Linked DNA regions of Mus musculus: region 2 is linked to region 1. Evidence: chromatin contacts called from public promoter capture Hi-C data. All regions are on one chromosome and are shown on one strand. Each heading gives the region's core, a stretch centred on a gene start, on an enhancer-like site or on the middle of the called end of the contact. The rest is flanking DNA. Distances are from core to core; before and after follow the strand shown. Region 1 holds the start of Dcaf12 (DDB1 and CUL4 associated factor 12). Region 2 holds the start of Pigo (phosphatidylinositol glycan anchor biosynthesis, class O).

Region 1 (7,169 bases), core at 1,877-4,376:
AATATGTAATATATACATGCTTATATACATATATCTTGCAGGAGCCAGACTTTGTGGTACATATTTGAAATCATAGTTACTTGGGATGCTTAGATAAAAGGATGGGAAGTTTAAAGCTAGCTTGGGAACTAAAAACAGTACTTCTTAAGGAAGAAAAGCCAAGCTTGGTGGTTCATGTCCGTAATCCTAGCTCACAGGAAAATGAAGCCAGAGCAGTATCAGAAGTCCAAGGCCAACCTGTCCCACAGTCCAAGCCTGTCTAACAAGACAAAACAAACATAGAAAAGTTTAGCTCAGTCGGAGGAGAGCTTGCCTCGCACACACAGCAGCAACAGAGTCACAAATAAAAGAGGATCAACAGTTTGAGATCATCATTGGCTCATCTGAGCGAGAGAGCTGGGGTTGGGGGAGAAAAAAAAGAAAGGAGAAAAGACGAGAAGAAGAGTGGGAAGAAAAACAAAAGGTTAAAAAAAAAAGAGAGGAGGGGCTGGAGAGATGGCTCAGTGGTTAAGAGCACTGACTGCTCTTCCAGAGGTTCTGAGTTCAATTCCCAGCAACTCAGTTCAATTCTGCACAACCATCTGTAATGGGATCTGGTGCCCTCTCCTAGTGTGTTTGAAGAGAGCAACAGTATACTCATACATAAAATAAATCTTTAAAAAAAAAAAGAGTCGGGGCTATATATAGCTCAGTGCTAGCATTTTCCATGCAAGAAAACTTAGGTTTGATCAGTAACACTTAAAATTATTGTATGGCTGAAGGCATAGCAGAGTGGTAAAGAACTTGCTTAGCAAAAGAAAGGCCTTGAAGCAGGGCAGTGGTGGTGCACGCCTTTAATCCCAGCACTTGGGAGGCAGAGGCAGGCAGATTTCTGAGTTCAAGGCCAGCCAGGGCTTCACAGAGAAACCCTGTCTCAAAAAAAAAAAAAAAAAAAAAAAAAAAGAAAAGAAAAGAAAAGAAAAGGCCTTGAGTCTGAGCCCCCAGCACACACACATATACACACACACAAAGCTGGAAGGTGAACTTTCAGTCCTCCAAGTGGACCTTTACTCCATTTCCACAGAGATGATCTGGCGTGTGGATCTGAGGATAATCCTGGGATGTCAGTGTGCAGGACAACTTACAGAATGAAGCTGCACCAGTGTCCTGTGTGTCCTGACATGGACTGAGGATGCCAGGAGTCCAGCCCCACTCAGCCTGAGCCTGGAGATCCTCAAAGGGTTCCAAACTCTTGTCCAGTGAACGACTGGGTCATCTAGAGCATTGTGAGGCAAGACAGAACCAGAACAGACTCAGAAAGGGAGGGCTGCCACAGTCCTGCCCGCTCACAATGTGTTAATCTCCGAAGACACAAGCCTAATCAGGAAAGATGGGGCTGCCTCTCCCAAGGTAGTATTAGGGGTTAGTTGCAGTGCTGATCTGGGGTGGTGGCACATCATTTCAACCTGGAAAACAAATCAAATCTTCTTGTAGGCAGAACGGCAGATGGGCCAACACAGTTCCCTGGAGGTATGAGGCCTGAAGCTGAAGGGACCAGCAGGTAACTGGGCACCACAGCCTGAGGCCAGTCAGTCTCAAGCAAGAACATCCTGCTTCCTCCAAGGGTTTCTTTGCCTGAGGAAAGTGGAAGCTGGCACTCACATTCCTTCAGGATCTTCGGAAAATGGAGGCAAGGGTGATCCCGCTTTGTTTGGTGACTGGTGCCAGTCCAAACCGGACATGCCAAAAATGACCACTCTCTTTTCTGTGGTTCAAGATTTCACTCCTTAATGGAGATCAAGGCTGGGCTCCGAGAGAAAGGCAGGCAATGGCATGAATTACAGCGATGGGTCTATTTGCTGAAGCACAAGGACAGTGTGACTTTGACCTTGCAGACCTAAAAAGGGTGGCATTTTATGAAAGAAAGTGACTTATTAGATGTGGTTGCACACACCTTTAACTCAGCTCTGGGGAGGCAGAGGCATGTGGAGCTCTATAACTTTTGAGGCCAGATTGATTTATATAACATGCTGCGTTCCAGACCAGCCAAGACTATACACTGAAACCCTGTCTCAAAAAAAAAAGGAAAGAAAGAAAAGGAATAAATAAAAGAAGGGGAAAAGTGACTTGAGGTTTAGACAGGAGTCAAAATAGACAGGGAGCTGGAGAGTAAAGAAGTGGAGAATGGAATCTGGGGACTCCGTATGTGTGGGGAGACCTGTGCCAACAGGCATGTGAGGCAGCCTGCGTTAGCTCTGGTACTTTGATGTGGCAAAAATCTGACCATACTGCTGCCTTCCTACCCTGAATCCATCTTGAAGGAGTGTGATGTGGGGTTCTCTGCCTTCCTTAAAGTGTCTAATCTTTTGTGCCCATTGACAGTTTGTGAGAATGTTGGGGGAAAGTGCTAAATGTGAGGCTACTAGTTACAGGATTAAGAAACGTCTTCTGAGGTATAAGGAAGGGTCAGAACCTGGGCCCTAGCAGCCTTAACTCATTCTCAACAGGCCAACTAAAAGACAAAGTGTAAGGGGAAACTTGAAGAAAGGTGTTAACTCGGTCTCATTGGAAAGAACAACGACGGGACATTCTCTTATCCTAGTCCATCTTAGGGGCTGACGTGTGGTTTGTTTAGGCTTAAAGGCAACAGCTATGCTTAAGTAAGCAGTCGTCGGCAAGGTGTGGTCGCATCCATCATCTGTTCGCCCAGTTTCTCTGGGAAGGTAGTCTGACAAGTTTTCCCAACTGTGATCTATCTTTCCTGGAGTCAAGTTCCTCTATTGGCTGGCATCTGTGCCCTTGTCCTTTCCTTCTCCCAGGAAAACTGCAATTTCTTAGAGTCCAGTGTTTTAATAGTCTGATTGCAATCTGGCAATCAGGGTGTCTAGAATATCTTTAATCCTACCATGATGGTTACAGGTTCAAGATTGGTCCCGCAGCCAGGCAGCTCATGCTTACTTCCGCATGCCAGAGGATGAGCTGGCTGAGGTCGGAAATGTCCCGACAGAAGGCTGGATTCCTTTGGCCACAGCTTAACCGCCATTGGCAAGAGGCAAGCGGAAGTTCTCCGAGGACATCAATTCTCCTTGCTGCGCTTAAGTCCCGCCCTGCTGGTCTGGGCGGTGTCTCCGTGGCGACGTGCTGCTATGTGCGGCTGCGCAGGAGTGACGGGGCGCGGGCGAGTGGGAGGGGGGTGTTTTGGTTCTCGCCGCTCGCCGTCCTTTCCAGACACGGCGGTAGGAAAGCTGCTTGTTCCTGCTTTTCCTTCCCCTTCCCTTCCCCTTCCCCTTTCCCAACCCGGATTTTCCCTTCTTCCATTTACGCGCCTCATTTTGATCGACTGCTGCCCGGGATCCGAGCCATTTTCCGGGCCGGGCGCTCGAAAGCGCGCGGCCCCAGGGCCCGGTTCATGACCCGTCGCCCTGCCGCCCCTTGCCTTCTCCGCCTCATGTGGCTGCGGGGCCACGGCGGCGCTGCCCACTATGGCCCGGAAAGCAGTTAGCAGGAAGCGGAAAGCGTCTGCCTCGCCAGGAGCCGGGAGCGACGCTCAGGGCCCGCAGGTGAGGGCTCACAGGTCTGGGTCATCACCTAGCAGGGGCTTAGGGCGTTCCAGCTGGGTTCAGGAACCTGGGGCCAGGGCGGGACGAGAACCGGAGCCGGGACTGTAGAGCAGTGACCGGTCCTTCTGCAGTGTACTGGCGAGCAGGCGGGCCGGAAGGGTGAGGAGCCAAAAGAAAACTACAAAATGACGCCTTCCGCTGGAAGTCAGCAGCTAGGGATAGAGAGCTTCAGGACCTCCTCGTTCCTGGAGGGAGGAGAAAATGAAGACAAGGGGAATCGGAAGTAAGACCGACCTTCCGAAGTTACTGGGAAGGAGATTGAAGTGGACCTTCCAGTGGCACTAGGAATAAGGGCCGATGGTCTCTTATCAAGGAAACCATCTCCTAAACTGGGTGCAGGCCCCTTTGGCTCTTTAGACATCTAGAAGAAACACCAGGTGTCATCTCTATATTGCCCCCTTTGGAGAGGAAGGCCTCTTGGACTTGGGATTCCGACGCAGGTTACCCCGTTGGTATTTGATTTTTCGAATTCTAAAACTGCCCGCAGCGCAAGTCGCGCGGAGTCAGATGAGCGGCCATTGACTGTACATCCCTGGAAGATCCGAGACCCCAGTCTGGCTCTTTGAGCTATACTCTTTATGCTCTACGGGGTGCACAGGCGGAGAGGGAGAAGGGGGCTGGGTAGAAGTGCAGCCCAGGTGGGTTCTGTAATATGGACTTCATTTCGTAACTATCAAGGACACCTGGGTATATGTTATTTCTGAGCCCTCCACTTTCCTCAAAGGTTTAGTTAACTTTTTTTTGCCCTGTTTATCCATTTTCTAAGTAGTCTTCATTATGAGAGCCTTATTTCAGTGCTAGCCGAGTTAAACTGTACTTTCTGGATTACAAATCTTCTGTTAAATGTTTGATTGTGTAAATCCCGAAGGACGAATTCGTGTTGGTTCTTTTATAAAACGGTCAGACTTCTTGTCTGAAGGAAAAGTGGCCAAACCCCTGATTTCTGATGTTGGCTTTCACAGTTTGGCTGGGATCATTCGCTGCACAAAAGGAAAAGACTCCCCCCAGTGAAGAGATCCCTAGTGTACTACCTGAAGAACCGCGAAGTCAGGCTCCAGAATGAGACCAGCTACTCTCGCCTGTTACATGGTTATGCAGCACAACAGCTTCCCAGTCTCCTCAAGGAGAGAGAATTTCACCTCGGGACCCTTAATAAAGTGTTTGCTTCTCAGTGGTTGAATCATAGGCAAGTGGTGTGTGGCACGAAATGCAACACAGTAAGTATCAGGAGTGCTCTTTGTCTTCCTTTTGTTGCTGCTGCGGTTTGGTTTGGTTGAGACCAGGGTTTTTCTGTGAAGACCTGGCTGTCCTGGAACTCACTCCATAGACCAGGCTGGCCTCGAACTATCTATCTGCCTGTCTCTGCCTCCCAGAGCTCAGCGGTGTGGGCTGTGCTTCCTTTTTCTTAGGTCTGAGATGTGGGACTTGGTTTACTCTAGCACCTTTCACTGTTCGTCTTTCCCCGTTTGTTTGCCTTTTTTTTTTTTTTTTTTTTTTTGTAAGCAGAGTTGGAGTTTATTAAGAGATTTTTAATTAGAAGTGTTAGGACAAAGAAGTGCTCAAGGAATGAGTAAACTGTAGTGTGGGTCTGGGCTCTTGAGGGAAACGTGCTCCCATCAGCTTCCCTCTCTCCCTCCTCCTTCATTGGTGACCTTGTCCTCTTTTTCTGCTTCTTTTCTCACTTCTGAGTCTCCCGACCCCTTCAAATGAACATGTGTTTTAGGTCCCCTGACTCTGTATGCTGCTGCTTCTAGTGTTTTAGATAAGAGGCCTCAAAGAGAAATTGATGTCAGAGCATCATTTAGGGTACACGGTAGTGACCGTTTCATTGCTGTGTATCAGCCTTTGACATAGTTAGAAGTATTAAGCACCAAGCTGAAGGTAGAAATGAGACAAATACTTTTTCATATATTAGAATCCAAATGTAGCATTTTGGAATCTGGGGCAATAGAATTGTTACAGTTCCAAGTCAGGCAGGGCTTTATAGTTGAGACTTTGTCTCAGAACAAACAAAACTCAAAGATATGATTAGTTTCTGGGACAAATGTGTGTGTGTGTGTGCCTAGTGGCATATGGGCATTTGCAAAGAAGAGAGGAAAATTATGGACATGAGAGTAAGGGAGCAGTTTTAAAGAGAGTAAGGGTTATAAGTAATTGGAGTAGAAATCTTATCAGGAAACTATGTAACCAGTATGGTTACAAGCTAGAAGAGTCAAAAGAGTGGGTGTGGTGCTTGCTTTAGCATTGTATACATACTTAAATTGGGACGCTACAGAGAAGATTAGCAGGGCTCCTGCACAAGGACGCTTACAAGTCTGTGCAGTGGTTTATCTTTTTAAGAAAGTGGATATGATTGGAATGGAAGTGTGCAGATGGCAAGACATCTCAGAAGTCGTAGATGCTAGGAGATGTAGGACTGGAGTTGGGGAAATAGTTCTGTCTAGCCCTCCCTCTGTTTTTAACTCACCTAGTGTGGATAGACAGGTAATGTTAGAATGGCGAGTAAACTGACCCTGGACCAAAACGTATCTGGGGTTATTTAAAAGAAAGGTTACTCTACATCAAGAACTATGGGCCTGTGAGATTGTTCAGTGGAAAGATGCTCGCTGCCCAAGCCTGATCCCCAGAACCCACAAAAAGGTGGAAGGGACTTCATAAAGTTGCTTTCTCTGACCTCCACATGCCACACTCTCTGAAACGTACACCACACTTACAACACATCACAATAGTAGTCATCGTCGTAGGAATAATAATAGTATAAATTTTAAAAAGAAAAAGAACCTTGGGTGCTCAGTGGGCAAAACTTGCCAAGCCTGCCAACCTGACTTTGACACTCAAAACCCATGGGATGGGAGGAGAACAAACTCCCTCAAGCTACACGTGCTTGGCGTGGCCTGTGTGCCCACTACCACATACAAATAAAAGTGTTTAAAAAAAAAAAAAAAAGGACTAAAACTGCCAGAGACCATAAGTACTGGTAGTGTTTTTATAAAGGTCATAGGCAAAATTCTAATCAGTTTTGAGGAAGGAAGTAATACTACGGTGGCTGGGGCCAAATTTTCACTTCTGTTAAATATTGTCTTACACATAACACTTGCAAAACTAGGTGCTACGAGCAAACCTGCACAAAACTTCCTTTTTCTGATTTCAGTCTTGCCCTGTGGTTTAGGAAACTGTCATTGTTGATGCTTGGAGTAGAAAAAGTGTCGCCTGTTTCTTTTAATAGTCTGTTGACAGTATTTTGAAGATGAGTGTATTGCTAATCACTGAATTTACTCTTAAAAATTTCTTTAGCTTGGCACTGGAGAGATGGCTCAACAGTAAAGAGCATTCACTGCTTTTAGGGAGGACCTGGGTTTGATTCCCAGCCCTACATGGTGGCTCACAAGCATCTGTATTCCAGTCCCAGGGGATGTGACGCTGTCTTTTGGCCTCTTAGGGAACCAGGCACATGTGTGCTGCATAGACAGACATGCAGACAAAACACCATACACAGAACAAACATAATACGTTTTGTAAACATTTACTCTTGATGTCTACTTCTGTCTTCCTAAGTTAAAAATCTATGTT
Region 2 (7,169 bases), core at 2,921-5,420, 1.7 Mb before region 1:
AGGTTAGCCAGGGGCCTTCCCAGTTTAGGCTTTTGATAGAGACACTGACTTGTGCTGCTCACAAGTTCTGTTCATCTAGGAGCGTGAGTCCCTGAATGCCAACATTGTGGATGCCATCAACCAGGCTGCAGACTGCTGGGGTATCCGATGCCTGCGATACGAGATCAAGGACATCCATGTGCCACCTCGAGTGAAAGAGTCTATGCAGATGCAGGTAGGGAAACAGATTGGGTTACTCCAGTTCCACTGGGACTAGAATCCCCTATTGTGGGAGATAGAGTTGTATGTAAGTCCTGGTTAGAGATTCTCCTGCCTTCTTTTTGATGGGGGTCATTGGGGCTTTCAGGTAGAGGCAGAGCGCCGGAAGCGGGCCACAGTTCTAGAGTCCGAAGGGACACGAGAGTCAGCTATTAATGTGGCAGAGGGGAAGAAACAGGCCCAGATTCTGGCCTCCGAAGCAGAAAAGGCTGAACAGATAAATCAGGCGGCAGGTGAGCAGTGGGTGAGAGGCAGAGGGAGGAGCAGGGCCCAGGGCTTTAAAGATAACGGCTGGGACAGAGGCTTTGGGCTTCTCTAATTGCATGGGTCAAACTACTGTGTTTGGTTTTTTTGTTTTTTCTTTTAGGAGAAGCCAGTGCAGTTCTGGCCAAGGCCAAGGCTAAAGCCGAAGCGATTCGAATTCTGGCTGGGGCTCTGACTCAACATGTGAGAGGCTGATGGGTGTGGGTGGGGTGGGAATAGACAGTAGAAGGGCTTTTCTCTTCTATCCTTATGGGGAGTTCCTGACAGCGTGGCTCCATTAAGCCAGATTATGTGAGCTTTGTGTTAGGATTTGTATAGCCCCTTTTCCAGGAACGTAACCTTTCTCTTTTCTCCCCAAATCTCTGACCTCTGATTTTTATGCACTGTGGCTACAGAATGGAGATGCAGCAGCTTCGCTCACTGTGGCTGAGCAGTATGTCAGCGCATTCTCCAAACTGGCCAAGGATTCCAACACAGTGCTACTGCCCTCCAATCCCAGCGACGTCACGAGTATGGTGGCTCAGGTTAGAGCTCTTTGAAGATAAGCATACAATAACAGTGTCAGGAGCTAAGAATGAAGGTTTCCACTAACTCCTGCAGATTCCTGTGTCAGTGTTGGGAGCCGCCCTGCTTTGATGGTTTGATGTAAGAGACTTAGAATTGTTTGCAAGGCTCAGAAAACTGAGGCTTGAAGGATAAGAAAAACCAAGGGGCTGGGTGTGACAGTGCAATCCTGTAATACCAACACTCAGGAGGAGATGTAGGAAGTTCACAGTTAGAAGCTAGTCAGGCTACACAATGCAAACTTGTCTCAACAAAAAAAAGAGGAGGAGGAGGGAGAAGAAGAGAAGAAGAAAAGGAAGAAGGAAGGAAGAAGAAGAAAGAAAAATAGGAGAAAGATGATAAAGAAAAAGGAAAAACTAAAGCCAGGTGTTGGTGGCACATAGCTTTAGTCCACAGGCAAGCAGAGTTTTGTGAGTTCAAGGCCACCCTGGTCTACAGAGTGAGTTCTAGGACAGCTAGGACTACACAGAGAAACTGTGTCTCAAAAAAGAAAAGAAGGAAGGGAAAAAGAAAGAAAAACCAAGAGTTGACCGGCCCCTTTGTGTTTTGGGACAAAGCTTCAAATGGTTCTTAACGGCTCTTTCTCTCTGGTCTTTCTCTTTAGGCCATGGGTGTCTATGGGGCTCTCACCAAAGCCCCAGTGCCCGGAGCCCAGAACTCCAGCCAGAGCAGAAGAGATGTCCAGGCTACAGACACGAGTATTGAAGAACTGGGTAGAGTCAAGCTCAGTTAGTAGAGATGACTCGGCCAGGGAGTCTAGGGGCCGGGAGCTGCTCTCAAAAAAGATTCTGGTTCCAGCCTCCCGGCCAAATTTTAGTTTTTATTTTTTTATTTGAACTTACTAATCATGTAATAAAGTGACCAGTGGCAAATGGGAAACTGTCCTCATTGATTGGGGGATGAAGTTAGGAAAGCCACTCGGGTCGTCTTTGGCCGTCCACTTCCACCCTTCAGTCCAGGTCGGTGTGAGGAGTTGATTCTCCACGCGTGACAAGGATTCACTTCATGTGAAGTGAAGTCATCCTGTCGTCAAGAGAAACCTCGGCTGTACGGGGATTGAGGCATGGTCTGCTGAACTGCCAGCTGCACAGTGGTGCAGGGGCTTGGGGACACACGGGAAAGGACAGCTTGCCCTTATGGTATGGCGGTCTTAAAGGGCAGAGGGTGTAGACTATTAAGCTATTAATAAACTAGGGTTTACAAAAGCAGTTGAGAGATGGCTGTGGTGATGCAGACTAACGGACTGTGAGATCAAGGCCAACTTTAAGTACTTAGTGGGACCCTGTCTCAAAGCAGCAATAACAGAACTGAACCCCAGAGGTGTCTGCTTTCACAGAATCCAAGTCAGGGTGGCAATACAAGGAAGCAGAGCGTGATAAAAAGTCATAAGCCAGGCTGGTAAGGTGGCTCTGTGAGTAAAAGCCTCCTGCAGTACAAGCCGAATGGCCTGAGTTGGATCCACTGTAAGTTCAAAGTGCTCTGGTGAACCGACAAGTTGAGAGTTCCAGGAAACCTCGCTGAAAATTATACTTGAGCTCAGACATGAAGGAGGAGAGAGAGACCCATTCAGATGCCCATTGGCAGAGCATACCTGGCTTATGAACACAAGAGCAAAGAAACTGCTGTGCTGTGGCTGAACGGTTACCAGAAGCAAAGCAGCAGCAACTAGATGTATTTAAAGGGGGAAGAGGGACTTACGTGTAAATTTGTAGGACCCCTATAGGTAGGTGCCACACATTTACTAAGAAGATAAAAGTTGTTTTTTCCTACTGAGATAAAACTCACATACCATACAGATAACCCACTTTTTTGTTTTCTAGAGCAAGGGTCACCGTGTGTAGCCCAGGCTGATTAAATGCATGTGACCTAACCTGCCTATACCTCCCGAGTGCTGCCATACTCTGCCAGCTTACTCATTTCATGTTTTCAAGACAGGGTTCTCAGTGCAGCCTTGGCTAGAACAAGCTCTGTGGACCAAGCTGGAACTCAGAGAGATCCGCCCGCCTCTGCCTTGAGAGTGATGCCTTCAGTGAGTGTTTGCCACCGCTGATTTTTAGGTGGTTACTGTTTTGAGACAGTGTCTCCTTTATCCCAGGCTGGCCCCAGAGGAGCTGTGGTGTCGAGGACGATCTTGGTGGTTAAGAGGATCCTGCCTCTGCCTCCCAAGTGCTGGCATCTCAGACGTGTGCAAGTGTACCAGGTTTTCTAGAATGCTAACTAAAAATCAGGCTGGGTTAGCCCAGGTTTTTGCGAATGCTAAGCAAACTCTGTCAATTGGGATTAAAGGTGTTTGCCACCACCACCTGTCATGTATAAGTTTTTATTTAGATGTATTTTTAAAGACAGGTTTTTTGGGTTTTGTTGTTTTTTTTTTTTGTTTGTTTGTTTGTTTGTTTGGTTGGTTGGTTGGTTTTTTGAGACAGGGTTTCTCTGTAGAGCCCTGGCTGTCCTGGAATTCACTTTGTAGACCAGGCTGACCTGGAACTCAGAAATCCGCCTGCTTCTGCCTCCCAAGTGCTGGGATTAAAGGCGTGCACCACCATTGCCCGGCTAGTTTATGTTTTTTGTTACTGTGAAAAAGTGCTCTTGACAAGAACATCTAAAGGAGCTAGTTACCAGACAGTTTTAGTTCATCACGGGAGGGAAGTCTCAGCAGTGAGAACTTGAAGCATGGGGCTGGGAAGATGGCTCAGTGATTAAGAGCATGTACTGCTCTTGCTGAAGACCAAAGTTTAGTTCCCAGCACTCAGACCTTGTGTTGAAAAACAACCAAAAATGGACAGTGAGTCTGGAGAGAGGGCTGAGTGGCTAAAAGCAATTGCAGCACAAAGTGCATTGTACAAACATACATATAATAAAATGCTCGGTGGTCCCTGGGCTTTTCTTCTTTCATGCTTCTGTACACACCCAGTCATCATCCCCCTCTCTTAGACCTTGCCCTCATTTATGAATTACTGAACCTCCTATCAAAGTTTTCAGCCCCACGTTTCTTGTCGAACTTCCCTGCTGGTGCCGGCAGGCGGCGACAAATCTCCTGGTAGGGCGCTCTGTCAGGCTTGCACACCTCTGTGGTGCCAGACAGCGAGCCCTGCCGCTGCACTTCCGGGCGCGGATCCAGGTGAGCCAAGGTCTCCCTGTTACCTCTGTTACTGTCACCCCTAGGACGGGTGTCTCAGCTTACTGCCGGGGTGCCCAGTATCAGAGGGAGCATGTCCAGGTGTTGGCCGGGTTCCCACCGGAGGAGACAGAGCTGCCGGGACTTCTGGATCCCAGCTTAGCTCAATGGGCTTTATACCGGGCTTCCTGGGGACGTCGTTCCTTCGGTTTTTTCTTGAGCCTGGCCGCCCGGAAGCGGAGCAAGACTCCTCCCCGTCGTTTCCTCGGTTCCCGCCAGGCGGCGCCGTTTACTCAATCCAGTTAATCCGTGTGGTTTCTGTCTATTGCCACCCTGGAAATGTTGAGTTAGTCCGAAGAGAGCCATTGAAATGGACTGTCAGAGAACAATCTACCTACCATTTGGAATAGTCTTCCTCCTAGACTGTGGTTTGACAGCATTAGATCTCCCGGTTGGATATGCACAGGCTCCCGTGCTCACCCCCAGAACCTGAATCGGTAGGTGTAGCCTGGGCGTCAGGTTGAGATCCAAGGTCTCAGCCTCTCACCGTCAGATGGTATGACTGGTAGAAACAGCTGCAACGAGTTAGCTATGGTTTGTTTACGTCCTGAAGTTTATAGCAGTACGTGATTGTTGTTGGGCATTGTTTTGAGAGCCAAAACGTCCATGGTTTCTTCGCACCCCAATGAACATTCTCTTCTCTCCCAGGATGCGGAAGGTGTCTGTGCTCCTCTTCTTAGCCTGGGTCTGTTTTCTTTTCTACGCTGGCATTGCACTCTTCACCAGTGGCTTCCTTCTCACTCGTCTGGAGCTCACCAATCAAAGCAGCTGCCAAGAGCTCCCAGGCCCTGGTCCCTTGCCGTGGGGAAGTCATGGAAAGCCTGGGGCTTGCTGGATGCCTTCCCGCTTCTCCAGGGTGGTTTTGGTACTGATAGACGCTCTGCGGTTTGACTTTGCCCAGCCTCAGCGCTCGCATGTGCCTGGGGAACCTCCTGTCTCCGTGCCTTTTCTGGGAAAATTAGGTTCCTTGCAGAGGATCCTAGAGAGTCAACCCCACCATGGCCGGCTGTACCGATCTCAGGTGGACCCCCCCACGACCACCATGCAGCGTCTAAAGGCTCTCACCACTGGCTCGCTGCCGACTTTCATTGATGCTGGCAGTAACTTTGCCAGCCATGCTATAGTGGAAGATAATGTCATCCAACAGCTCAACAGTGCAGGTCAGTATGTGCCTCTGGGGACTATAGAAGCTGGGGAGCCAGGACTTCAGGTACCCAGCCGTATATTTGGCTATGGTGTAGGGAAACAGAGAGTAGAAATAGATGGGATCTTGTGTGTAGAAAGGCCCAGAGATTTTTGTCCTCAATGAAGCTTCTAATCTGCACAAAATGTTTGTTTGTAACTCGTGGGAGCATCCGATTAAGGAAGAAATGAAGATAGGAATTTGCAAGGATGGAGAAAAAAGGGTAGAGGGATCCAAGTTATGTTCACTCACTGCTTATGAAGAGAGCAGGTCAAGGGCACTGCATTGCGCATGTGTCTTTAATCCCAGCACTCAAGAGGCAGAGGCAAGAGGATCTCTGAGTTCCAGATGAGCCTGGTCTGTAGAGTAAGACCTGTCTCAAAACAGGATGTGTGGTTGGGATAGTACTCTCAAGAGTGTGCTCGTGCGTGCGCACGCACACACACACACACAGCGTATGGATGTGACATGGTACACTTATGGAGGTGAGAAGACAACTTTGGAAGTTGATTTTCTCCTTCTACCCTGTGGGTTCTGAGTATTGAACTCAAGTGGTCCGGATTGGTGGCAAGCTCTTTGACTCACTGAGCTGTCTCCCCTTGCCCTTTGTGTTTTGTTTGTTTGTTTGTTTGTTTTTTTCTAGAGTCTTCTCTTATAATCTCCCCTGTTCTGGCTCTCACATGAACAAGATACGATCGATCCGATTCCCCTCTTGTCTCTACAGGAAGGCGTGTAGTCTTCATGGGAGATGATACCTGGAGAGACCTCTTCCCCGGAGCCTTTTCTCAAGCTTTCTTCTTCTCATCCTTCAATGTCAGAGACCTGCACACAGTGGATAACGGCATCTTGGAACACCTCTATCCTACCCGTGAGTAAGAAGCGCTCAGTCCCTCACTGACCCCAGGAGCTGTGGAGGGTTCCTTTAGTCTGCAGACTCTGGGTCCAGCAGCCTGGGGCTTATACCACTGGGTGCAGAGGAACATCAAAGCCTGATGGAGGGAGGCGTGGGCTTCACCGCCCTGTGCTCAGTGTTCTCCCCTCCACAGTGGACGGCGGTTCGTGGGATGTGCTGATCGCTCACTTCCTGGGTGTGGATCACTGTGGTCACAAGCACGGCCCTCACCACCCTGAAATGGCCAAGAAACTTAGCCAGATGGACCAGGTGATACAGTGAGTGTGGGGTGCTGGCTGAGGGAGGGGGTTGCATTTGAGAATCTCAGGATGTAGGATTCCACGAGGGAAAAAAAATCCTGTGTGGAGCCTGGATGAATTCTATATATGTATGTATTTTGAGACAGGGTTTCATTATGTAGCTTTGGCTGACCAGGAACTTGCAATATAAGCCAGACCAGGCTGGACTCAAACTCACAAAGATTTGTTTTCTTGTTCTTTTTGAGACAGGTTTTGTGTGTGTGTGTGTGTGTGTGTGTGTGTGTGTGTAGCCCTGGCTATCCTAGAACTCACTTTGTAGACCAGGCTGCCCTCGAACTCAGAGATCCACCTGCCTCTGACTCCCGAGTGCTGGAATTAAGGGCTTGTGCCTCCACTGCCCGGCAGCTCTGGAATACTTTATACAAGTTTTTCCTTCAAAACGTAGAGACATCATCCACTTTGAACAACTTGGTGTGTAGCTCTGGCTGCAGAGTTGTGACTGAAGAGGTGTCTTTTTGACAGAAGTTTAGACCCTGGCAATGGAAGTGAGTGGTGGGGGTGAATGGCCCGAGA

What was found. Capture Hi-C pulls out chosen DNA fragments and counts their contacts.
Region 2: a contact with region 1 is called in a promoter capture Hi-C map of liver, with 4 times the contacts expected there. The contact joins the promoter of Pigo here to the promoter of Dcaf12 in region 1. A contact is called at or near these places in 1 of 39 promoter capture datasets (embryonic stem cells), 2 of 115 datasets of contacts at active chromatin or transcription factors (astrocytes and microglia) and 1 of 9 other capture datasets (liver).

Annotation. Positions count from the first base shown.
Region 1 is chr4:41,310,858-41,318,026 of GRCm38.p6, reverse strand. Dcaf12 (DDB1 and CUL4 associated factor 12) reads left to right here and starts at 3,126. Exons shown (of 9, transcript NM_026893.3): 1 at 3,126-3,539; 2 at 4,562-4,816. The coding sequence starts at 3,462. Gm46891 (predicted gene, 46891) reads right to left here and starts at 3,685. Exons shown (of 2, transcript NR_168697.1): 1 at 1,125-3,685. It overlaps Gm26049 (a small nuclear RNA gene), which reads left to right and starts at 5,833; the gene lies at 5,833-5,936.
Region 2 is chr4:43,022,815-43,029,983 of GRCm38.p6, reverse strand. It overlaps Pigo (phosphatidylinositol glycan anchor biosynthesis, class O), which reads left to right and starts at 4,170. Exons shown (of 11, transcript NM_001305386.1): 1 at 4,170-4,204; 2 at 4,910-5,421; 3 at 6,169-6,312; 4 at 6,491-6,614. The coding sequence starts at 4,911. It overlaps Stoml2 (stomatin (Epb7.2)-like 2), which reads left to right. Exons shown (of 10, transcript NM_023231.2): 6 at 80-214; 7 at 347-491; 8 at 626-705; 9 at 918-1,046; 10 at 1,691-2,294. The coding sequence ends at 1,819.